2 separate regions of the Gossypium hirsutum genome follow, and region 1 is linked to region 2. The links are chromatin contacts, called in public Hi-C maps. All regions are on one chromosome and are shown on one strand. The core of a region is the stretch at or near the end of the contact, and the rest is flanking DNA. Distances in the headings are between cores, read along the strand shown.

The links. Hi-C and Micro-C count contacts between places; a contact is called where the count stands out from the background.
Region 1: a Hi-C map of leaf shows a contact between it and region 2, with 2.3 times the contacts expected there. The contact joins the promoter of LOC107951092 here to the promoter of LOC107951082 in region 2. A contact is called at or near these places in 2 of 34 Hi-C or Micro-C datasets (callus and leaf).

Annotation. Positions count from the first base shown.
Region 1 is chrA06:21,226,314-21,232,048 of Gossypium_hirsutum_v2.1, forward strand. It overlaps LOC107951092 (protein TIFY 10A), which reads left to right and starts at 1,748. Exons shown (of 5, transcript XR_001698316.2): 1 at 1,748-2,221; 2 at 2,706-3,173; 3 at 3,259-3,316; 4 at 3,666-3,890; 5 at 3,971-4,399.
Region 2 is chrA06:20,680,808-20,686,591 of Gossypium_hirsutum_v2.1, forward strand. It overlaps LOC107951082, which reads right to left and starts at 3,381. Exons shown (of 1, transcript XM_016885992.2): 1 at 1,549-3,381. The coding sequence starts at 2,189. The coding sequence ends at 1,767. It overlaps LOC107951081 (proteasome subunit alpha type-6), which reads right to left. Exons shown (of 9, transcript XM_041115306.1): 7 at 5,366-5,461; 8 at 5,189-5,227; 9 at 4,285-4,552. The coding sequence ends at 4,460.

The sequences.
Region 1 (5,735 bases), core at 498-2,997, 540 kb after region 2:
TTGGAAACTATTTACATTTTACTTATTCAACTTTAAAAGGTTACGAAATGGTCACTGGACTATTCGAAAATTTTCATTCAAGTCATTGGGCTATTTGAAAGTTTTATTTAAGTTGCTAGATTGTTAAGTTTTTTTTTTAAAGTTCGGCTAGTGAGCTCTAAGCAATGTTTCGACAATTAATACTCATCGACGAATGAAAGAATATACCTTAGATATAAGTTGATCTAACAGTCAATGTCGAAGATTAGAGCAAAAAACTATTAGGACTTATGTTTAAAGTTGTTTCATAGAAAAGAATGAGAAAGAAAACTTTCAATTGGTGTAAGTGGTATGAAAAAAGAAAGCTATAACTTTCAATTGGTGTAAATAGTATGAAAAAAAAAGCTATACAATAATGATTTTAACAGTTTGGTGACTGAAATGAAAATTTTAAATAATCTAATGACTATTTTATAATTATTTTAAAATTAAGTGCTCAAAACTTAAATATACTAATAGTAAATTAATGTAAATAAGAATAAAAATGGTGTAGGGATATTTGGCGCAGGAGGCATCCAAAGTTTGCAGGCTCCTATTGGGGAAAGGGGCATGTGGATTGGCACATGTGCAATTATTATTGGAGAAAGCAACGTGCGGTTGCCTCTTTTGAGATTCAAGGAAGGCAAGAGAAGAGAAGGCGGTGTTTGTGGCGCCCACAGAAAATGAGGATTATGCACTCATTTTAAATTTTTATATTTAAGCTGACTTGTTTTACAAAACTACCCTTTTTTCACTTTAAACATCTGTTTAAATTTTTATGTTTAACTTAATGCTTATAATTAAGTAAATTGTAACTTGAGAAAACTACTCATCAGTAAAATCAAACTTTCAATTTTTCTAACCAAAAAAAATCAGACACCTCTCACTCTGAATTCAATTTATTTTTTTTTATTTTGAGGAAATAACGTTTACTCTTTTGCTTTTTTATTTTTTGCCAACTACCTTTGTGCTTATTTAAGTAAAAAGTAAATGCTAGAGGTTTTCAGGAAAATATTCTATCGTTTCTTTATAAAAATAATATTAAAATTTAATTACTTATAAAAATATGATGTTTCCTACGATGACTTTGGGTGTGGCTCCGTACATTGACTGCACTAATAAACTTTTGAAAACTTTAATCAAAATCATAAAGTTCAAAATATTTTTATTTGTATAAAACATCTAAAATGAGAGGAAAAAGGAAGGAAAATATATTATAAATATATAAATAATAATATTTTTGTCATACAACCATTTTTAATTAAGGTTAAACAAACAAAATATCAAAGAGAAAAAAAAACTTAGACACCAGTTATGACAAAAAAAAATTATTTTCAACCTAATCTCAAAGACTAATTGAGTTTTGCTGTCAAAGTTGGTATGAAATTTAGAATTTATATGCTCCAAATATGCAACTTTATAATTCCTAGTGTTTAATAAAAAAAAAGTAATTGGGTAAACAAAAATAGCCCCATATTTTATTTTTTTTTAATTCAAGTGAAATGAGTTATAATTGTTTTAATAATAATTTAATTAAATCTCCATAATCAAGGAATTTCGAAGATACTTTTATCAATATTGAAATATAAAAAAATAAACTGATAAAACATCGCCGTCGACACAGATACAGAAAATAAAAAACAAAAGAACACGTGTTGAAAATCCCAATCAAAGGAGACGAGACGATATAATAGTGAAGCACCCCTCACGAGTTAGGAACCTGTAGGGCTGCACCCCAAAATCTCTTTTTTTCTTTTTTCAAGCTTAGAAAAAAACCTCATTTATTCCTCGTGCTTTTTAACCCACCTTCCTCTACGAGCTTTGTTTTTTTCTGAGATTAAAAACAAAGCCAGTTTCTTTCCTCTTTTATAAATAAAATCTCTTTGCTTAGCCTAACATCATAATTTTCGAACATATCCTTAGTTTAGCTGTAAGTAAAGTTTTAAAGATCATTCTCTGAGAAAAGAACCCCACCCCACCCCACCCCCCCCCCCAAAAAAAAAAGAGCAGAAGGGGTAAATAGCTGGGATTCTGGTTTCTATGAATATGTCGTGTTCACCGGAATTTTTGGTTCAGAAACCGACGAGGTCACCGGAGAAGACAAGCTTTACCCAAACTTGTAACTTGTTGAGTCAGTACTTGAAGGAGAAAGGTAGCTTTGGAGATCTAAGTCTGGGTATGACATGCAACGATGAAGCTAATGGTATGTTCTTTAGTTCTTTGTTTTTTGGGTTAAATTTTTTAGTTTTGGATTAATTGCCCGTTTTAAAGCGGTTTAATTGAATCAATCTTCAAGCTCTAATCTCTCTTTTTTTTTAAATAAAAAAATAAAAAAATGGTTTTAATATTCAGATCTGAAAATCAGAAATTACAAATTGACATATTCATATTTTATTGTTCAAAACAGTCAAAAAAACATGGCCTTTATTCTCTCGGTCTCCCCTGAAAATAGTCCAGGAAAAGAAATTAACCATGTGCGTATAGGGGATTTGAATCATCATGTTTGCAACAAAACTCTATTGCGATATTTATCCCCTCAATTTTATATTCTGTTGCTAAAATGCCCTATTCTTTTTCCATTATAAATAGCCCCAGTAATTCTATTATGAAAGCATACAACTAGTAAAGAAGGTAGTTTCAGAAACATAAACGCCTAATGTATCGTTTTATTTATGGATATGTTGCAGAGACTCCCGAGATGCTGCGTCCCACCATGAATTTGTTTCCTGTCAATGAGAAATCCGGTGATGATTGCCTTGCGGCGCCTCCTCCTCGGAAACTGAGATCCATGGATTTGTTCCCTAATCAAGCTGCTTTTTCATCACCTAAAGATGATGCTCTGAAAAGCACCATGAACAAATTGGGTTCTTCAGTGGAGCCTCAAACTGCACAGATGACCATCTTTTATGGTGGACAAGTGATTGTGTTCAACGATTTCCCGGCCGACAAAGCTAAGGAGATCATGCTTTTAGCTGGCAAAGGCAGCTCTCAAAGCAATAGCTTCAACACCAATCCTCCCCACATCAATGCCCCCTTTACTTCTACCATAGCAACAAGTCCAATTGAGTCCGGTATCGGGGTTCCTCCTACCCCTAATTTCAGCACCACGGTAACTCAAGAATGCATACGATCTGCTCAGCGATCCATTCCCGGCGGTAAGCCTTATTGAAGATGGAATTATGGTTTGGTATTTTCATGTTGTATTCAGGGTTCTTATTAGTTGGTGTCTATTTTTTGCAGATCTACCAATTGCAAGGAGAGCTTCACTCCACCGGTTCCTTGAGAAGAGAAAGGATAGGTAGGCATCTAGAGATCAAATAATGGAAAAATTATACTTTGAGAGAAAACCTTTTGTAATTTGTTTTGACCTAGTGATTTGAGTCAATTTTTGTGTCCTTGATTGTTTTGATTCATGTATCCTACTATTCTTTTATTCTTTTCATAGTCATATTAGAAAATTTGATAGAAAAAAGGGGGGAGGGTGTGAGTGTTACATCTTGGTGACTTTAGGATTTGAGTCTTCCCATAAATTGTTGTATTCATCAGGATAATAACATAATGCAGTTTTTACAGAACCAAGTTAATGTTCCCTTCTCTAATTAGACAACTTATTGATGTTTTCATATCCTTGTATGATCACTTTACAGGATGACCACGAGGGCACCATACGAGATAAGTAACTCCACAGCATCTTCATCCAAGCCAGGCGACGACAAGTCATGGCTCGGTTTGGCTGCTCAATCTCCGTAGTAGTCCCAGCCGAGTTGAAAATTTTCACCTTTTTTGAGGCTTATTTATTAAGCCTCCTAGACCTTTTTTAGCAGGTTTTAAGCCTGTTTTTGTTTTTTCCTCAGCTGTCTATTGGTTTCTAGGTATCGGCTCTTAGATCCTAACTCTCAATCAATATTTCATTATTAGATAAATGTAATTATTATTCTATTGATTTTTTTAGTTGATATGACTTTTGGATCAAAGCTTTGTCCATCGTCTGCACGATGGAAGGTGAAGTATGAAATTGGGTGTTGAAGTATAAAAAAGATGAAGAAACTGGAATCAGTACTAATGTGAATGGGGGATTGGATAGTGTTGAAATTTCAATATCAAATCACAGTCATATCGTTATCAACAAGTATGCTGCTTTATTGATTTGCCCTTTGCATCATAATCCCTTTTCGGCCCTGTTGTTTGATTGGAAGTTTGAAATCTGAAAACCAGAGATATGTTCACAGCCTTTTTCTTAGTTGGACATATAATGTTTTCTTTTGTATAGGGAATGAGTAAATAAATTCATTTCATGTTCATGAATGAAGTGTTGGGTCCTGATATTATACGAATTTGAAGAAGCTTTTACCATGCCAAACGCATGGCAATGGAATACCTACGAAATTGTGATCCTGTATGATTTTCAATCTTTTTTTTTTTTTCATTCAACAAAAGCATCTTCGATTATAATAAAATCTCAACAAACACAAGACTTCGAACGCGCAAACACAACAAGTGAAGATTATGATATGATATAACGGGGCATAGTTGTATGTAGTGTAGTCCACGTACACAAGTCAAGCAGATTATAGGAGTAGGTTTGGTGATACATCCTTTCCCTTGTGAAACTCCAATTTCAACTTTAAATAGTCAAAAAGTTCATTTCAAATTTCCTCTCCATACTGAGAAATGAAAATTTCAAACACACATAAAACATATTTTCACAATAGTTTAATTTAATTTAATAATAAAATAATATGTTTAAAGATGTATACATAATTGTGTGGAATACTAACTTAAAAAAAAAACATAACTTTTCATTTGTTATTAATTTTTTAAGTTAGTATTCAAGTTAAAATCTTTCGTTAAATCTTTTAATCTTTAATGGGCTTCAATTCAAGTGTCATCTAGACTTGATATTAGATAAATGTATTTTTTTTTTAAAATATAGTCGAGACTTGATCTTGAAAATAAATGTAGAGAATTGTTTTCTTAATATTATTTGAGATTGATCCAAAATGTTATTTTCTTAATATTATTTAAGATTGATTCAAAGGGTTATTTTCTTGATATTAATCTTGTTTGCTTCAATAATCATCAAGATTTGATCTTAAAAATGAGTTTAATTTCCTTTCCATTAGTTGAACAAGGTTGGTTAACAATTTTCTTTAAAACTAATACAGAATTCTTTAGAATTTCTTTGAGCTCTTCAATTTCTCTAGAAGTTTATTGGGATTTTGTAGAAAGCTTCTAATCTTCAATGATTTTCTCTCCAAGCTTCAAGTTATGAAATTTTGGATTTTTGAACTTTGTGAAGTAGCATTAGATGGTTTGGAGGTGATCTTCTTTAGAGTGCTGGTAAGTTAATTAAAAGAGAGATATTGTAGAATATACATTTCTCATTTGAGTGATCTACCAGGATTAAAATATTTTATTCATTATTTCTCTCATATTATTTTAAATTAATTAGAGATAAAATAATTATTAGTTAAAAGGATTTAATTTCTTAATTTATCTCTTATTAATTAATTTAATTTAATTAGAGATAAATAATAATGACACATGATGAATTTAGTTCAAAAGCACAAATTAATTTCTAGAAAAAAGTGACTTAATTTCCATTAAGTCATTTTTTGTTGTCTAAACTGTTTTTATGAAACAAACACAAAAAAAAAATATATATAAAAAATTTCGTAAATTATTTTTCGTGAAATAAACTCATCCTAAATTTAAAA
Region 2 (5,784 bases), core at 2,131-4,630:
ACTACCTAACCTGCATCCCTAACAACAAAAGCAGCACAGCTAGAACATCGATCAAGAGCTCTACACTCTACTGGCAACAAAGTAACCTCAGGTCAGCAAGAGTCGGTGAAATTTTCAATAAATGCAAGGCATTTTCAATAAACAAACGAAGTAATCCGCTAAGTATTTCCCAATGGGCCAATAGATAAACAAGAATGCAACCGACCATATAGCCAACAAAGCAAACCCCCAAAAGCTAAATTTTGCACAACTATGATAAAATAACTGATATAGATGAAAAGCCCACACTAAGGAACTCCAGAGTAAAAGATATGAATTGGAGAAACACAAATCTAATTCGCTGGAGTGTGAAACAAGAGGTTTCATCAAAGGAACTGTTTGTCTGATGATTGCTATAGTGATAGACTTTGGGAGAGGCAAAGGGGCAAATTAATTTTATGAATAAATAGTTGGTTTATGAATAAAATTTTCATTTATTAAAAATTTTATTTAGTTAAAGATTAGTTTTTATATATTAGCATAAAGTACACCCACGTATAACTGTCACCAATTTTTAATAATAGAAATAAATAAAATTTTTAAAAAAATTAATTTTAATTTATAAAGACTAATTTATCTATTTTTTGAGCAAAGGGGACAAAATGCAATGTCCAGAATGACTTATGAAACTGCCCTTGGCACAAGGGATAAACTTTCGCCAAAGAATTGGCATGTTTTTGAGGCATGCATTGAAGCTGTTGGAATGATCCATGATAGAAGCATAGGGGTTTAAGTTGCTTGAGCAAGCTGTGGAAGAAAGTGGTCTTTAGGAGAACTCACTATATGTAGAGAATCTCACCAAATCCAATTAGGACAAAGCTTACCATTGATAGATCCATAAAGCAAATGCTTGGAGCTTCTGGAATTAAGAGCATATAAAATGTTGTGTATAAATTTGGTGATGACAGTGATTTTGCTCTTAGTCCAACTTGACAAGATATTTTATGATATTATTGAATCTATGCTGCTCATCCCATCCCCATTGCATTCAGTGTGGGCTCACTTAAATAAAAATCGCCACACTTGGAATGCAACTACATTAGAAGGAAAGTTTATTAAGAAAAGGATTCTCAAAGCTCTAGGTCTGGTGTCCCAGTTCCCCCAAGCTAGAATGAAGGCTAAATTTATTATAGGTTAGGTGAAACTACTACTGAAAAAGTGCCAGAAACGACCTTGCTTGACCCATGAATCCAGGGGAATTCTAAGTCAAAAACAGCAGTGACTCGGAGCAATGTTCTTTTGCCACAACCCCCTTGGTCTTGGGGCAATTAGATTCTTCAAAAATGTCGGAATTTCTTTTCTTTTCTTTTTTTATGGGTTGGGAAAGTTCCAAAAAGAAAAACCAAGATATTTATGTTGTACATCTTGCTAATTGAGACTGCACAGCAGCTAGAGTGGCAGCTGGCTAATCTGGGCTGTTCCAAGTCATAATATATAACACATGCTGTAAAGATTATAATATGCTGGGATTGTGCTCATCACAGAGAACATACTCAGATACTCTAAATCTTAGAAACTTTGAAAGCCGAAGCTGTTCATCAGATATACATGCTGTTTACACTACAAGGTTCATTAAATTCAGATTCCAAAACATTACAGCAATTAAGACATATATAATTATTAACAATCTGATATTGAAACAGAATTCCTCTATTTTCCATGCACTGACCAAGTAACCGTAAAACTTGGGAAGAATAATCAAGCCGGAAAGAGGTGAGAAACAGCTCTCATACGGATGAAGAGATGGAGCCTTGAGTGACTTCTTCAAATCCTGGCAAGACTCCACTTGAGTTAGACCTAAGAGACCGGGGTGAATCCAGGCTTCGACGAAGAATCCTCCCTATGGCCGAGATAGGGTGCTCCGTTTCATCTAAAGGACTATTCGCCTTGAACTGATTGCAGAATTTGATGTGTCGGTCCAGTGCTTCCTCGGTGGAAATAAGCGTATCCGATCTCAGAGCCTCATCCTTGACGGCCTCGATGCACAGCCCACAAATCCAACGGCCCTGGTAACGTTCCCGGACACGCAGTATATATGCAAGGGTGCACTCCTCTGTGAAGCCGCAGGACTCACATTTAACGCAGTGAATTTCGATCGGAGCTGTCGCTTTGCTGGGTGGGTTTTGAGTGTCTATGCTTGAAACCGCCATTGCAGGGAACAAACATTGAATATTCCTTCGTTTTTTGATCTGTTCTTATTTCTATGTTTTCTAGACTATGTTTAATGTTTTCTGTTTTGTGTTCTGTGTAACTCTTATATTGTGAAGGGAGAGGAACAGGTAAGTTAAAAAAGATTGTGTCATGGAGATGTGATAAAAAAAAAAAAACAGACAAATGAAATTTAAGCGAAAGAATAAAATGGTTGCCAATTTCCATTTGCCATGCTTGTGGCTGTCCCACAGATAAATCAGAAATTATCAAAATTACTATGAAATATATTCCAACATAAACTAAAATAATAAAAACTCATTAACCTAAATGAGATGAGGATAAATTAAACCCATTATAGATCCAAGTATTGTGGATTTTGGCATGGTTGATAAAACTCCAAGTGATTGAGACTTTGGGATTCAAATGAAAACCTGCGGCTGCTAAAATTGCTGCCACCAGACAGCCAGATGTGACCACAGCAACAATATACTTTTAAATCAAAAACCTAATCAAGATGAAACTTTTTTCCGTATAAAATTCATAACCACGATCATAAAAGTTACATTAACTGACCGTATATGAATATGTTCAGGTTCAGCGTTGAGATACTACTCTTCAATGCATTGCTCCAAATCTTATGAAACTGAGGCCAGCTTAAAAGAAAATATAGAACCATATTTGAGGTTTCTACTGTAATGGCAGTAAATGTATTCCCATATAATCCCGCAATGCTGATCTAATATGAAGCTTTTAATCAATGAAACTGTCCATTACTATAATGATGTTCAAAATCCGGGTTTTAATCTTTTGGTTATAAATATTACAACTATGGGTCTTTTTCTTATCTTCTTCCATTTCAGCGGACATCTGGTCCTTGATAATTGGAGGGTAGTGGAAGTCCTATACACAATTCCAACTACTCTTCTTATTAATCCAGCAGAAAATTCAAATCATAGCATTTAGAATAGTTCACAATCATCATATCTCACTATCAGAGATTTCTCTCAAACAAACATCTTTGTAGCAGCATTTTTCAGTTCCCTTCAGAAGTTGTTGGGTCTTTTTCATGGGTTTTTCTGATGAACTCGGTACTTCAAATCGTCTTCATCTTGCCTATATCTCCTCACCTACTTGGAAGTGCCACTGGCATCCAAAATACTTGTTGCAGGTAAGCTTGCTAAGGTATTATTTTTTATCTTTTAGACACTTTGTTTGTTTCTTCTAGTAGAGGGTGACTAAACTTGGGAGAAGGATTATTGAAAGGATTTTGTAGATAAAAATGGTGTATTTTGTGCTGAAACCAGGGACAGCTCGATCAAAAGACTGCACAGAAAAGGAAGAGACTTAGCTTGGGTTGGAATCAGAACAGCTAAAGGAGGAGGCTTTATTGTCTGTGACGGCCAAAGCTTATGACGTTCTTTTTCTCCAACCATGCTGCAAAGGTTTAGCTAAGTTTAATTAAGAATTCGTATGTCTACTCTTTTTCATGCTAAAAGAGAGCGGTATCAGACTTCATTCAACGTCAGAAAAAGACAATGGTGCAAGGCAAATGAACCATGTGCAAGATTTGCTCACTCTTCTTCTATACGGACAAAGGCAAGGCCAAAACTGGTAAAGAGGTGTGGCAGTGGCAGCTTCCTTATGAGAGGACTCCTCTTTCACACCTTCACCGGCAAGGGGAATCTTTTCTTCATTTTGTTGTAGGGACCAGATAACTACAATTGATGCCTCATTGTTTGGTGGCATATGTTTTTTATGATAGATACGGATATTGTTATCCATTTCTTGTTCTATTTTGCGTTTGTTTTTAAACCCTTTACCTTTTTATCTGAAATATTATTTTACTTTTGCGTATTATCCAGACCAAGAGATAATTGCATTGCAACATGTTTGCTGTCATGAAAGATGAGACGAAAAACCAAAGACCCACCACCATGGACCACAGCACTTGACCTTATATGATTAGGCCCCATCAAACTCATCATAGGACATGTTAACTGGACAAACTATAATAGCAATTTGCAGACTTTCAACAATTTTAGACAATTATAATCTAAATGCACCTGCAAGCTGCTTCATCTTGGAGGAAGTCAATTCAGAAATAACATGAATTTAATTATAAAGTTTCGAGCAGTAATAGGAGGCAACATAAATGTAAGCTCTTCTAACCCTCTTTCAATCCCTCTCAAACATCATGATCAACTAAAGCATGTATGTTGTTTTAAATAATAGAAAGGTTTTTGCAGCAGCTAATATTGGTCCATGCTCACTAGTCGCGCTCACTAATAGCTGTCAGATGTTCATCAATTTCCTCAGTTGACAACACTCTGAAAGCTGGATTATTAGCTTTCACCACTCCCACCTGCCAAACATTAAAAGATATGTATGTATGTCAACTACAGTTCAAATGAGGGAAAACAACAATAATTCCAGTTTCAGCTAGTACAGGGAATATATCTATGCAATTTTATTAAGAACCATAATCAAATGCATTAGAGTGAGAATACACCACAAGCAGACTCTGAGACAAACAAAGGATATCCTGATAGTGGGTTGTCTTCAGATCCCACATTGGCATTGCGTGCAAGTTTCTAGTAGGTTACACACAGGATTCCATGGTACTTCAAACCAGCTAGCTTTTAACTACCGGTGTGTCCATCTGGCTAAAAAGGCAAATACATGTGTGTGGCGCTTCCGCATGTCTGGACAACCCCATAGTGTATCGTTTTTAAATCGCATCAACAGTATGCTCGAGCTTCTTATAGTTTATAGAGGAGTCCACAGTAGTTAAAATTAGCAGGCTTTAATACTGGTGTTCCTTTGGCCAAAAATTATGCTAATTATATACACAGCTTATCTTCAGGAAACATTTATTAGATATGAGAAAAGCACCAACGATATTCAATCATTCAAACATTTAGATGGTGCAAACTTATAATGGTAAGATAATAAATTCTATATCTACTAACAAGTAGAAGGATGAGCAGCCTCATCATACCTCTATCTCAGTAGCCTTGAAATCCTCTTGAAGAACAGACTGTAGAGCAGAAATAGCAGTCTGAAGAATAGAAGTAATAGGAAGCATTATATAAATATGATTATTTTAGCTATTGTTGAACGTGCAGTCTTTGGAAACTTCCTTTACCATTAATAACAAAAGTAAAAGTATAAATACCTGCACTGTTTCCTCATAAGTAAAAGCAGGGTCATTCTTCATCTTCTTTTCCAAGAAATTAATTGCCTCTTGCTCTTTTGATCCGGCACTGGTTGCCTGCAACATACCAGTTAAAATTATTCCCAGCAGCAAAGCGCTTACCATAAAATTGGTCAAAAATAATTTTGAACCCATGCTATTGCACAAATAAATTCATATTGGAGAACAAACACGCTACTTTCATGCCTAAAGAGAAAGACAAAGAAAATGAAATAGTCAATATCATTAACTCAAGGTAGCAAAGACCCACAATATGATGGTACTGGATAACCAATATTAGATTGTTGTATAAATCTCTTTCTAAGAATTTTTTTTATTTGGATTTGACCTTCCAAACTCTATGGTTTTGTGGTCTTCCAGTATCGGAAATACATTATAAA